3 separate regions of the Mus musculus genome follow, and all the other regions are linked to region 2. A link is a contact called in public Hi-C and promoter capture Hi-C data. All regions are on one chromosome and are shown on one strand. The core of a region is the stretch at or near the end of the contact, and the rest is flanking DNA. Distances in the headings are between cores, read along the strand shown. Region 1 has its middle 22 kb from the start of Mir6941. Region 2 holds the start of Btbd6 (BTB (POZ) domain containing 6). Region 3 overlaps Pacs2 (phosphofurin acidic cluster sorting protein 2).

Region 1 (4,204 bases), core at 1,545-4,044, 79 kb after region 2:
CACAGCACAGCTTTCCGTGAAGCTATCTGAGCCGGGTGTTGCTGGCTCACACCTGTGATCTCAGCACTCTGGATGCGTAGGCAGGAGGATTGCTGCAAATCCGAGACCAGCATGAGCTACATAGTGAATTTCAGGCCCAAACAAACACCCTGCCCCCAACCTGGCTCCGAACAACAAGTGATTTGATCATGGTTCTGACTTCCATACATTCTATATGAAGATGAAACCTGAAATATGCTTTCAGACAAATAGGAGTACTGATGGCCAAAAAGGTAAACGCGTCTTGAGGGGCCAGAGCTCTGAGGTCCCCAAGTGCCACATGGCAGCCTAGAGATGCTCGTGTGTGTGTGTGTGTGTGTGTGTGTGTGTGTGTGTGTGTGTGTGTGTGTGTGTCCCTGGGACCTGGGGCTCTGGAGTCTACACTCCCCCCTGCTGTTTGATGCTTTTTCTGAACAGCCTGTGGGTCCCTGAGACAGTGACACATTGCTCTGTGCTGGGTGGTGAAGGATTCCCGTCTTACACCATTCAGCCAATAGAGAGTGAGCTGTGTGGAGCTGTGTAACCTGAAGGCAGTCACCCCAAGAGTGATGGGTCTGGGAACATAAACGCCTCTGGTGCGTCCCTGCTGTCAGAAGCCAGGTTTCATCTAAAGAGGCGTTCGTTCTCTCTCTCCCTCTCCCTCTCCCTCTCCCTCTCCCTCTCCCTCTCCCTCTCCCTCTCCCTCTCCCTCTCCCTCTCCCTCTCCCTCTCCCCCTCCCCCTCACCTTACCCCTCCCCCTCACCTTACCCCTCCCCCTCTCCTTCTCCCTCTCTCAAACACACACACACACACACACACACACACACAATTACCATCACCAGTTCTTTTTTCTAGAACAATTATGGTTTTTAATTTTTTAAAAAATTTTTCTATGTACGTATGTCTTGCCTGCATGTATGTCTGTGCACCAAGTGTATCTGCAGAGGCCAGGAGAGGACCTTGAATCCCCTAGGAATAAGTTATAGGTGATTGTGAGCTCCCATGTGGGTGCTGGAAGTTGAACCCAAGTCCCCTGGAAGAGCAGCTGCTGCTTCTAACCACGGAGCCCCCTCTCCGGCCTGAATTATAATTTAAAAACTACACTTATTATTTATTTAAGTATGCTTACACACGCACACACACAGGTGCCACAGTGTTTATAGGTGTCAAAGGATAAGTTCAGTGGTCAGTTGTCTCCTTCTACCGTGTATGTCCCAGGGCTTGAACACAGGTTGTCACCTTTACTCACTGAGCCACATCATTGCCCACCCCCTTATTTTATTTTATTTTATTTTATTTTATTTTATTTTATTTTATTTTATTTTATTTTATTTTATTTGTTGTTTTGAGACAGGGTTTCTCTGTGTAGCTCTTGCTGTCCTGGAACTCACTCTGCAGACCAGGCTAGCCTCAAACTCAGAGATCTGCCTGCCTCCTTAGGTTTCAATTAAAGGCGTGTGTCACCACTCCTAGCTTCTCCGTTTTTTTCTTAATTAGATTTTTTTTTCTTGGCACTTTTTGGTTAACCCATAAGCTGCCCAGCCATGTGAGTTAGTTTTGTCTGTGACAAACAGCTGCTTGGCTATGGCTATCACTGTGTGATTTGCTGAAAATCCATTTTCCTTCAACTTGACTTCAAGCATCAGTCTGCATCCTTGTGACAGACCACGTGGTTTTGATGACCACAGCTTTACCGTAAGTTGGTACATTGCAATTGGGTTTTTTGGGTGTTTTGTTTTGTTTTTACAGTTGTTTTGGCCCTTCTAGGAACCTTACATCTTCACAGGAGTTGTCAGGTCAAATCCCCAATTCCTATGCCCAAAAAGCAAGTTGCTTTACAATTTTTTCTAACAGATTTCCTTCTTTTATTTTATATTAAATGTGCGAGTGTCTTGCCTACACGAATGTCTGCACACCACACATGGGCTGAGGTCACAAAGGAGCCTCGGATGGCCTGGATCACTGCAGTTATGCATGGTTGTGAACCACCATGTAGGGGCTGGGAATTGAACCTCAATCCACTGCAAGAGCAGGCAATGCTCTTAACCACTGAGCCATCGCTCCAGCTTCATGTCTTCCAGTTTTCACATAATTCTGTCTCATAAGAAGTTGTAGCAATGCATGCACCTGCCATCCTCTGTGGAGGTGTCCCGCCTGGCTCTCGGGTCTCCTCGGGGCCTCACAACTTGTCTCCTAGCCTGCGTTTGTGTATTTTGATGACACTCTTTTTATTTGGGTATACATAAAAAGATTTTATTTAGAAACTAGAAGACAGTGTGGCGGCCAAAGCTGAAGCTGCTCGGAGTCAAATGAGTTCTTTCCTCGTGGGAATTATCCAACGAGAAAGGGCGAGGAAGCTTCGTTTATGGCACAGGCAAACGATTGTTCCTACAAAGCTGTTCCAGCCCCTGTGCGACTTTGTGTGTCACCCTTGGCTTTGCTCCTCAGAAATAAACACTATTACAAACTACCTGTCACGATCCCCAGTTCTCAAACTAACAGGTTTCTATGACATTTTTATCATGAATGTAGAGTCAGTAAGACAGCTAACTCTGTCTGTAATCACAGCCGCTGACAGGAGACTGCTACTGTTGTCCCTTACAGTCATGGGTCACACTCTCCCCCGCCCCCTTCATCAGGCCCCTGACAGCCGCTAACTCATTCATCTGCTATGGGTTGGGCAAAATATCCTCCAAAGCCCCTGTGGGGAAGGCTTCATCTCTAGTGGGAGGTGGGGGTATAGCTGTGAGCTGATTGGCTCACAGGGCAGCAACTTCATCCGTGAGCTAATGAACTGGAGAGGTCAGACAGGAGGAGCCATCATAAGCTGGGGCTGGGCTGGAGGACGTGAGTCACAGGGGTGTGCATCTTAGAGGACGTCTTGTCCCTTCCCGCCCCCCCCCTCGGCTTCCTGGCTGACATGAAAGAAGTGGTTTTCCTCTGCCGCTCGTCCTTGCCTTGTCACAGCTTAAAAGTAACGGAACCCTGACTGGGTTGGAACCTCTGGAGTCCTGAGCCAGATTCCTTCTATAAGTCACAGTGACAGAAAGCTGACTGACTGCTTCTGTAATCTGGTCATTTTAGAGATGTGTTGCATTGTACAATAAATAACCTTTGAGGCTGGCTCTCTTCCTCGAGTCATTAATAACCACACAAATTATAGTGCACGTGGACAGCGTGTCCCTTTCCTACTTCTGGGTATTACGCCATTATGTGGACTCACTGAGGTTTGTTCCGCTATTGAAGGACACGTGTTATTTCCTCTTCCAGACAATTAGCAATAAAGCACCTGCCTGTGTTACTGTACACATATCTGTGAGAGGGCATTTTCTCAGTGCTCAGGAACAAATGGCCAAGAGTGTAAACACTGGGCTATAGGCTAAGTGTATTTTTACGTTTTTCTTTAAATTAGCAAATTTTATTTTTAGGATACTTTTAGGTTTACAGTAAAATTAGGCTGAAAGTAGAGGTCCCACGGACCCCCTGAGCCCTCAACCTCTGGCACCTTCTACTCCCAGAGGCTCCTTGGCTGTGGTTGGCCCACCGCACTTATATATAGTGCTGTATCTATTCCCCCCCCCCTCCGCATCCCCTATTTCCCCGCCTTTGCTGAGCCCCAGAAGTCACTGATCCTGTGACTGTTTTCTGCCTTTACAACAATATCCTAGTGCTGGGGTCGCACGGCGTCTCTGCAGGCTGGCTTCCTACGTAGTCGCATAGATTTCAGTTCCTCCATGTTTTCCGGAAATGATGGGCTCATTTCTTCCCGCGAAGGAGTCGTGGTCTATCCTCTGGATGTAACACACCTACTCATCCATTACTATTTAAGAACACCCCGGTTGGGGCTGGAGAGATGGCTCAGCAGTTAAGAGCACTGGCTGCTCTTGCAGGGAGGTCCTGAGTTCAATTCCCAGTAACCACATGGTGGCTCACAACCATCTGTAATGCGATCCGATGCTCTCTTCTGGTGTGTCTGACGATAGCTACAGTGTATTTGTCATTCATATACATATATACATACATACATATATATATATATATTATATATATATTATGTACAAAAAATAAAGTTCCTGGATGAAGTGTTTTACTGGGTTCTCTTCCTCTCTCTCCCTCCCTCCCTTTCTCTCTCTCTCTCTCTCTCTCTCTCTCTCTCTCTCTCCCTCTCTGTATGTGTATGCATTC
Region 2 (4,113 bases), core at 280-2,779:
CACCTTTGTGGAGCAAGGCCCTTCCTCTTGGTCAGGGGGAAGTCAAGGAGGGGCTTTTTGGCAGCAGTGTACCAAAGGAAGATGTTGTGGGTCTCTTCTAAGGTCAGGATGTCTGACTGGGCGGCACCATTGGCAAACTCCTCTAAGGTCATAGTTGGAATTCGGACCAGGTAGAGGGCTCTTCCCAAAACATGCCTCTTGTTGTGAGGAGTGACTGGGAGGCCCTGTCTCTTACATTCTGCCTCAGCCCAGTTCAGGACGGCCTCGAAGACCACAGCCTCCTTGGTATTGAGGGCCTCCCTGGTCACAATGATCTCCAGTGTCTGCCGGTCAATTTCACAGAAGCCTTCAGACCTCAGGGCCATTTCAGCTTGTGCATCAATGACTTCCCAGCATCTCTGGGTCAGTTCAGGCTCCTCAAACAGTCGGCTCTGGGACAGCAGGACACAAGCATTTTTGGCTTCCAGACTTGTTTCCAGAAAGTTGACGCAGGCCTTGGCCAGGGCAGGCACGATGTACTTCTTAGCAGCATACAGAGTGGCAAGCACTGTGTCCGCCTCCAGGTCGATCTCATCGCTGTACATGTACCTGCGTAAGGCAGGGGCTCTCCTGGGGAGCTGCAAGGGCTCCCCTGCACAACCTCTGGGGTTGTAGCAAACAGGTAGGGGACCATTGGAAGGTAACCACCCCATCCTTCCAGACCCAGCGCACAGCACTTACTTTAGCAAGACCAAGAAGGCAGCAGGCTCCACATCGGGAATGTGGATTTCTGACTTCACTTCCGCAAGATCCCCGTAGAACATGGCATAGAAGACGGAGCTGCCGACAGCCAAGACATACTGTGGATGAAAGAAAACCACCTGAGCTACAGGGCAGTAAACAAGGTCCAGGGAGACGCACCTAGCCAGGCCCACCAGGGGACAGGGCTGCGCCCTTACCCACCTTGTGGGCGGGCACACGCCTGGCAGCCCCCAGAGCCCCCACGATGAAGTGGACGTCAGCCATCAGCTCGTTGTTGAACATGAGCGCATTCCTGCAAAGGGCAGAGGCACACGGGCTGGAACGGCGCGCGCCCGGGCTCCAGAGCCCGGGGGCGGGCGGCGGCTCACCTCTCGCGCAGCGTAGGATGGAAGGACTGCCAGTTGGGGCTCTCGGGATTGTTGTTGTCTGGCAAGGGCGGCGCGGGCAAGGGCGGCAGCGGGGCGGGTGCCAGGCAGGGCGGGCAGCAAAGCCCGACCTTCGTGCTCTCGGCTGCGCCTGCCGCGTTGCTGTTGGCGATGTCGGTGGCAGTAGCTGCAGAGGGACTGGCGGGCGGGTACAGTTCCGCGGCCATCTTCGCTACTGCCGGGGCGGGCTCCGCACTGGTCGGTGCTGCGCCGCGCGCCTTCGCGCCGCGACGGGGCCTGGGAAACGGCTCTGCGAGCACCAGCAGGGAGGTTAGGCACTGCGCCACCCGCCCATGCAGGCAGGCGAGCGGCAGCAGCATGGGGCCACGCCGGCCCTGCCCGCTACCCACCCGCACCCCACACCCCTCACCGAGCCCGCGGCTCGGCCGCAGGGGGCGCCGTCCCGCCCGTACCCACTGCTGCGGCGCCGGCGTCTCTCGTCACTGTGCGTCAAGACGCGACTCCTCGTTCCAGGGCCCCGCCCCTGGGGGAGGTGTTGAAGCTCCGCCCGGGTGCCCAGGTTTAAGGGCGAGTTGTGGTTGCACCTTCTATCACTCAGAAATGAGATTTTTTTTCCAACAGCTCAGGCTTTGAAAAATCACCTGACCCAGCTAGCTTTTCTTCGTGGAGGAAATGAGTCTCTAACGCAAGGCTTGATCTCCCTTTTTGTGTACAGCTTCTTTAACAGAGCACAAAGTCAAGGGCAGTACACCTGTTATGTCGGAATTTCTTTTTCTGTCATGAGTCTAGACCTCATGTGCCACAGGGTGACCTCAAACTTTCTACATAGACCTTCCTTTCTAAGTTGACTACTCCAATGGGTTACATTTTGTTTGCCAGTTTATCCAACCGTGTATATATCAACTCTATATCCCAGTTGTGCTGACCATAGGGAGGCAATTTTATCCTTTCCAGATCCTAATTGCAATTCTTTGGGTCTTTATCCAGAAGTGAGATGATTGGATAAAATGGTAGCTCTTGATTTCTCATTTTTATTTTATGGATGTGGATGTTTTGCCTGTACCTGGTGTTTGCAAAGGCCAGGAGAGGCTGTTGGATCTCCTAAGACTAGAGATACAGATGGTTGTGAGCTGTGAGCTGTGGGTAGATGGGTGCTGGCTCTTCAGCAAGAGCAATAACCACTCTTAAGCACTGAGTCATATCCAGTGCTTCGTGCTCCCCCCGCCCCTTAGGTTTTGAGACAGGGATTTTCTGTGTAGCGCTGACTGTCCTGGAGCTAGCCTCAGATCTGCCTGCCTGCCTCCTGAGTGCACCATCACTGTCCAGATACAGTTACTTGTTTGAGCAAACTTTGCAATGGCCTTTGTTCGTGCTTGTATTATTTATCAGTCCTCCACAGCGTGCACTGCTCTTTTCCCTCATCCTGGGTAAACCTTGTTATAATGTTCTGGGTTTTATAGAGGCTATGCTAGTGGATATGAGGTGGAATCTTGATTGCTGATGTCAACCTTTCTGTGTTTCTTGGTCATTTGTATATCTTCTTGGAAGAAGTACCTCCATGAGTCGTTTGCCCACTTTCCAATCAGTCTGCTTCTTCACTGCATTGAGCTCAGTCTTTAGGACAGATGCTTTCTCCCTTTTTTGTGGTTGTCTTGACTGGACAGACTCCTTTGCTGCATTGATTCTTTGCAGTCTGAAGTTACTATGTTTGTCTGTTTTTGCTTGTGTTAAATCATTGCTCTGTGTTCTCCATGGTTTTGCTATTGGTGGTGGTTGTTGTTATCTTTTTAATGTGTACACCTTTGGTCTGTTTGGGCAGAGTACTACATGTGACAGTAAACTTTGTTTCCAGCCTGTTTGCTGAAGAGACTGCCCTTACATCTTGTGTCCTCCCCGCCCCCTTTATTTGTTTGCTTTTTTTGAGACGGGGTCTCGATGTGCAGCCCTGACTGTCCTGGAGCTCTCTATGTAGACCAGGCTGGCCTTGAATTCCTAGAGATCCACGTGCCTCTGCCTCCTGGGTGCTGGGATTACAAGCATGAGTCATCAGGCCCGTCTTGGTTTCTTTGTTCTTTAATACACGTGCCATCTTCATAACTTCCACAGACCGTGCAAAAGGATTACTTTGTGAGACAGAGAATTTAAAGTCTATTTAGTAAATGTAGTCTGCTGACGTGTATCCACCTTAGTCCTTTCCCCAGACGTCATCTTCTTCCCTTCCTTTGGTTTAGACATTTCTGTTTCCAGTGTCCTTGCATTGCATGACTGCAGCTCTGTCCCCATGTGCAGACAGACTCCACTACTTAAAGAAGATAAAGTAGGCTGCTTCAGGACCTCCATCTTCTCTGCTCATTTAACCCCACCCCGAAGTCCTTCTGTAGTGTTTTGCTTTTGTAAGATGTGGGGTCTATCTGTGCTCTCTAGGCTGGCCTCAGATTCCAGAACCCGAGGGTCCTCCCTACCCATCTTCCCAGTCACAAGGCAGAGTCTCAGCGTTTTTCTCTTGAGTCTGTGTGAGCTGGAGTGGGTCCTTGTCTATGTGGTCGGTCTCATGGATTCCCTTTGTAGAAGTCAGTTAGCCTGGAAGGAGGGCTGGGGACCAGTCAGCAGCTGACCTCCATTTCTTTCCCTTCCTGCTGTCTGGAAAGACAAGTTAGACGGATTGATTCCTTCTCCCAGCTTCTCCAAGAGGCTGAGCCACCCCAGCCCCTCCTCTGTTGTTATTGCCAGTGCTCTCCAAGCTGCCTGCTTCTCAGACCTGAGCAGAAGTGGCTCTTCCTACACAAGTCCTGAGATCTCCTCTGTCCCTAACCAGTGGCTTCTGTCAGAGCACTAATGGCAGGGTAATGAACTGAATGATGAAGTGACTTGGTTGTTCTTGCTGGCTCCATTTGTGAGCTCCATGAACCTTTGACTGAACTTTCGGTACTCAGCAGCGTGCCAGGCACTAAGAAGAAACAACTGTGAACGCGCACGTGCACCTGTA
Region 3 (4,524 bases), core at 1,053-3,552, 83 kb before region 2:
TGGGACAGCGCCTAACTAACGTGGAAGTCCCTAAGTTTGGAGTAGCCATACTTCAGGTGGCGGGACAGCGCTAACTAACATGGAGGTCCCTAAGTCTGGAGCGGCCACACCTTGAGTGGCAGGACAGGGTCAACAGGCTTCCTGACAAGAGGACCTATGACTGTCTTCTCACAGCAGGCCCTCCAGGTTTGCCCAGTCCTCCAGACCCCTAGGCTTCTCTCTGCTCTGTCTGGGCAGTATCCTCCCCAGTTCCTACCCTAACCTGAAGCTGGCTCCTCGTGTCTGGACAGCGCTCATTGTCTAGGCTGTTGGCCCGTTCATTCTGTGGCCGAGCAGGCTGTCGCTCCTTCAGGGATGTGCTCCGGCCCCGGCGGCCGGCCGGCTTTGATTCTGACCTGTTAGAGAGCAGGAAAGGCAGTGGAGAACAGCTGGGGTGGTAAGCTGTATGTTCACTGCAGGTTGCACACTACGCTGCCCCACGACAGCTGCCACCATCCCCACCTGACAGACCCTGTGAGGTGACACTGAAATCTCCCCAGCAACCTGAGCCCTCAGTGGCATGGAAGCAGTGGTGCCTCTTGGGCACTTTGGCCTTTAGGGTGGTAAGCCAGCAGATGGCAGAGCTGCTAGTGACCAAGTGGCTTCCCACAACCCTGCCCTAAAGGTGCAAAGAGTCCCTCAGCACGAAGGCCACACCTGGTGGAGGGGATGACAAGTGACTCAGTCTTGATGATTCTTCCACTGGGAGGCAGCTTCTCGGTGAACACATCTAAGGTGGAGGTCTCAGCCTCTGGGCTGTCCTCAGGTTGCCCTGATGGTTCCCGGGGGACTGCTGCACTCTGATGGGTTGAGAAAGAGCCATAAGCACCAAATACAGAAACATTTACCGTGCCTCTCCCGTCCGTGTGCCCCTGATTTGGGGAAAGGCTCTGGGATTCCTCTAACCTCAGGTCTTGCGTAAGGCACAGTCACAAGCGAGAGGAGAGGTATTCCTCTCCTACAAGTAACTCTTGGACCAACTATGATCAGCACCAAACCTGCTGGAAACCCCACCCACCCTGCTCCTTATCAGAGAGACTCCATGAGGGCCAGGGTCTGATAGCAAGGCTAGGACACAGCCCTCCACCTGAGATACCTGGCCAATATCCACAGAGTGAACAAGGATCACCAGGCAGCCTGGTGGCTCCTGGGGGTGGTATACATGTTTTCAGAGTATGAGAACACAAACCCCATGTGCAGGTCTGTACATCTGAATCAGCTGCACACGACAGGTGGATGAATGTCCCCCTGCCCCCATGCCTGCTTACAAGGGCCACCGTGTCAGAGACGCTGTCGCTGAGCTGCTGCTTGCCTCCCAGGGATCGCGTCTTCTCAGGTACATCAGCCTAGGGGTGAAGAGACAGGAACTGGCTTATGCTGTGGAACCAGGATGTCTACTTCTGGATGGGAGGAAGCCCAGGGAGACTAGCTGCGAATTTCACAGACTGTGAGCTCAGGATTACATTAGAAGATGCACCTGCTACTGGGCAGAACCCTGAGCCCAGGATACTTCAGCTAGGTACACACTGGCTAGCTATTCAGGACTCATGGGGAGGAAGGATGAGGGTGCCAGCCAGGTCCAAGGGTCTCACACTGCATAGAATGGCCTACTCACCGGGCTTGGAGGCTCCCTGTGGCTCCGGGCACTGTGGATGCTCCCTATCTCTGTCTGTGAGCTGGAGTGAGACAGGCCTTCGAAGTAAGGCCTGGATGAAGAAAGGAGTAGATATTAATTCCCTAGATCCCTCCCTATACACTGAGAATGAGGTTCAATGCCCCCCCCCACCCCCCACACAGCAGGGCAAGCAGCATGGACCTCAGCAACAGAAGAGAGCAACATCCAAAGACACAGTGAGGAAGAACTGTGTAACTAAATGCCTGCTACTGAGGGAACGTTACACTATGATAGGATTCTGCAGTGACAACTCCAGGTGGCATAGCTCCTGCACTGTCTATGAAGTCAGCAGCAGAGAATGTGTCCCAGGGCTGCTGAGATGACTCAGTGAGTAAAAGCGCCTGCTGCTAACCCTTAAGACTTGAGTTTGAACCTTGGGACCCACGCAGTGGGGAGGGGAGAAGTAATCCTAGCAATTTGTCCTCTGACCTTCATTCTTGTGCTGTGGCACACACGTGCCACCTCCCACATTAAAATGTAATTTAAAACAAGAAGAAAACACCATCTGCTTGTGTTGCTCACCCCAGGTAGGCAGTCAACACCACACAGTGAGTGGTTGTCAGCAGTGGATGCCCCTTGTGGTTTGAAAAGGTGTGGCCTTCATAAACTCATGTGTTTGAATGCTTGGCCCACAGGGAGTGGCACTATCAGGAAGTGTGGCCTTGTTGGAGGAAGTGTGTCACTGTGGGGACAGGTTTTGAGGTCTCCTATGCTCAAGCTCCACCCAATGCAGACCCAGGCTCCTGCAGAACTTTCAGCTCCTTCTCCAGCACAGTGCTGCCATGCTCCCTGCCGGGACAATAATGGACTAAACCTCTGAGATTTTAAGCCAATCCCAAGGAAATGTTTTCCTTTTATAAGACTTGCTGTGGTCACGGTATCTCTCTTCGCAGCAATGAAACCCTAACTGATACCCGAGTTGAGAACCGAGATCTACAACCAGACTACAGGAAACAGAAGAACATTTTCAACAGCACAAGGTTATCATGGGCAGGTCCAGAACAACTAAGTCATCCAAGACACATTCAGACTGCTCCAGACCAACACACGGGACTCGACACCAAGCCTGAGAAAGCCATTTCAGACTAATCCAGAACAGACATGACTCTGGATCAGCCAGGGTAACTCCTGACACTCAGATCAACCTGGATGAATGTACCTGTCTTCAGCAAATAAGTGTGAGTGAAGAAAGAGGAGATGAGGACAGCAGAAACCCAAGAGATGTTATAGAACTCAGGTTAAAATAGCTGGCAGGATTTCTGCTGGTCCATGTGGGTGAGAAGGCTACGCAGAGACCTGCAAATGTGGGGTGCCATTTGTGACTACTTAGGATCAGGGTGCCACAGTGATCACACATTGCTCCAGAACTACAGGTATTAGCTGGCCAGGGATTACGCCAACACAATGTCATAGGGCTCATGATGGGAAGGATCTGGACTCTGTGGGTGAGCCCAAGGTGACCCAGCAGAGGTCACACTACAGCAGAGGACACACTCAAGCCTAAAATGAGGCAGGAAGGTGCAGTGCTGAGACAGGGGGACTGAGGTAGAGGAGCCCAGCAAGGAGCTTGCTTGACCTAGAGAACACCCCCCAAACCAGCAGTGAACCCCTGACTGAGCCCAGCAAGGCGCAGGTAGGAAAAGAAGCTGAGGCCGGAGGATGCCACCCCAGAACCAGAAACATAATAGGCGTTAGAGTTTGTTTTCTGAAACAATGTCTCATTATTCTGTAGTCTAAACTGCCCTTAAACTCAGCTATTTAAGCTTTGCAATGCCAAGTTTCCTAAATGCTGAGACTACAGGCATGAGAAACCAAGTCCAGCAGTAATGAATAAAGTGTCATCACTGAGAGTTATGGTTAATTAACTGCAAGACACAAGAAATCCAAATTTCTTGTGTGTGCTTCTCAGTACTGTCCTGGTTAAAAACTTAAAAATCAAGTATCTTTAATTTTTTTGAAATCCTGAGTCTCTCTGTCCTCAATAACTACACCAAGACTGAAGTCTACACACTGTCCTGAGGGCTTAGCCTCTCTAGGCCCCACATAGCCACAGTACATGTATGCAGACTAGCCTGTTTTCTTTTTCTCTTTCTGCCCTAGGCTAGGCTTGCCCATCTGTCCTCCCAGCCAAACCAAGGAGGAGCACCGGATGGGGCTTCTCTCTGCTGCTTGTGACAGTAGGGCCCTCTAGTTTCTAGTATACCTCAGGGCTGTTGGCGGGGAGGGGGGAATGGAGAGGGACAGTCTAGGCCCTTCATTCTTCTGCAGTCTGCTGCAGGGACCAAGCTCTGACCTCACAGAGCCCCTTCCAGCTCAAGCCCTTTCCCTGATGCTCCCTCCCTCCCTGCCTCCAGATGGCTCTGCTTGTCTCTAGTTCCTAATGGACACGCAAGCACTGTGTTCCATTTGCACGGTTACCACTCACCCCGAGAAATACTCTGCCTGTGGAAAGATGCCAGACCTAGCTCCAATGGGTCAGTAGTTATGCCCTTCCACACCTATCTTTCTACAAAGGCATCCTTTGTTTCTGGCCACAGGGAAAAGCTACCTGGCTCTGTCTACCCACTAAACTTGGACTCACTCCATCCTACCTCCTCTCAGGATGTCCTGGTCTACCCTTCGAGAGCTGTCCAAGCACGTGGTGCCCCAAGGTGAAACATGGGTCATAACAAACGGTCAGCCCAAACCAACTCAGACCATTCTAGAACAAGACTATCAGGCAGCTCAGAATCCTTGTCTAGGCTCAGGCTTATTAGACTTGGCAGTTTCAACGTGGTAGAGCTTACCTGAGCTTGGGCTTGGGGGTGCTA

Evidence for each region. Promoter capture Hi-C pulls out the DNA fragments that hold promoters and counts their contacts. Hi-C and Micro-C count contacts between places; a contact is called where the count stands out from the background.
Region 1: a promoter capture Hi-C map of the HPC-7 cell line shows a contact between it and region 2. The contact joins the enhancer-like site here to the promoter of Btbd6 in region 2. A contact is called at or near these places in 14 of 39 promoter capture datasets (the 3T3-L1 cell line, 3T3-L1-derived adipocytes, the C10 cell line and 8 more), 1 of 484 Hi-C or Micro-C datasets (bone marrow-derived macrophages), 1 of 115 datasets of contacts at active chromatin or transcription factors (microglia) and 3 of 9 other capture datasets (adipose tissue, liver and pancreatic islet).
Region 3: a contact with region 2 is called in a Hi-C map of muscle stem cells, with 1.6 times the contacts expected there. The contact joins the enhancer-like site here to the promoter of Btbd6 in region 2. A contact is called at or near these places in 15 of 39 promoter capture datasets (the 3T3-L1 cell line, the C10 cell line, the HPC-7 cell line and 10 more), 1 of 15 datasets of contacts at CTCF or cohesin (CD8 T cells), 14 of 484 Hi-C or Micro-C datasets (the 3T3-L1 cell line, the AtT-20 cell line, the C10 cell line and 9 more), 2 of 115 datasets of contacts at active chromatin or transcription factors (craniofacial prominence and embryonic stem cells) and 5 of 9 other capture datasets (adipose tissue, embryonic stem cells, liver and 2 more).

Annotation. Positions count from the first base shown.
Region 1 is chr12:112,896,626-112,900,829 of GRCm38.p6, reverse strand. No RefSeq gene overlaps it. Among named protein-coding and RNA genes, the nearest start is that of Mir6941, 22 kb to the left of the region's middle. Within about 2 kb of position 2,794, at least 131 of the 459 cell types and tissues checked have an H3K27ac peak or open chromatin away from gene starts, as enhancers often do. A contact at or near this core is called in the HPC-7 cell line, adipose tissue, bone marrow-derived macrophages and 2 more, where this site is marked.
Region 2 is chr12:112,973,979-112,978,091 of GRCm38.p6, reverse strand. It overlaps Btbd6 (BTB (POZ) domain containing 6), which reads right to left and starts at 1,529. Exons shown (of 4, transcript NM_201646.2): 1 at 1,110-1,529; 2 at 943-1,033; 3 at 721-839; 4 at 1-588. The coding sequence starts at 1,486. All of the region lies in intron 5 of Brf1 (BRF1, RNA polymerase III transcription initiation factor 90 kDa subunit), which reads left to right.
Region 3 is chr12:113,056,944-113,061,467 of GRCm38.p6, reverse strand. Pacs2 (phosphofurin acidic cluster sorting protein 2) reads right to left here. Exons shown (of 24, transcript NM_001081170.1): 9 at 4,501-4,524; 10 at 1,655-1,745; 11 at 1,308-1,385; 12 at 697-839; 13 at 263-395. Among named protein-coding and RNA genes, the nearest start is that of Tex22, 15 kb to the left of the region's middle. Within about 2 kb of position 2,302, at least 8 of the 459 cell types and tissues checked have an H3K27ac peak or open chromatin away from gene starts, as enhancers often do. A contact at or near this core is called in CD8 T cells and muscle stem cells, where this site is marked.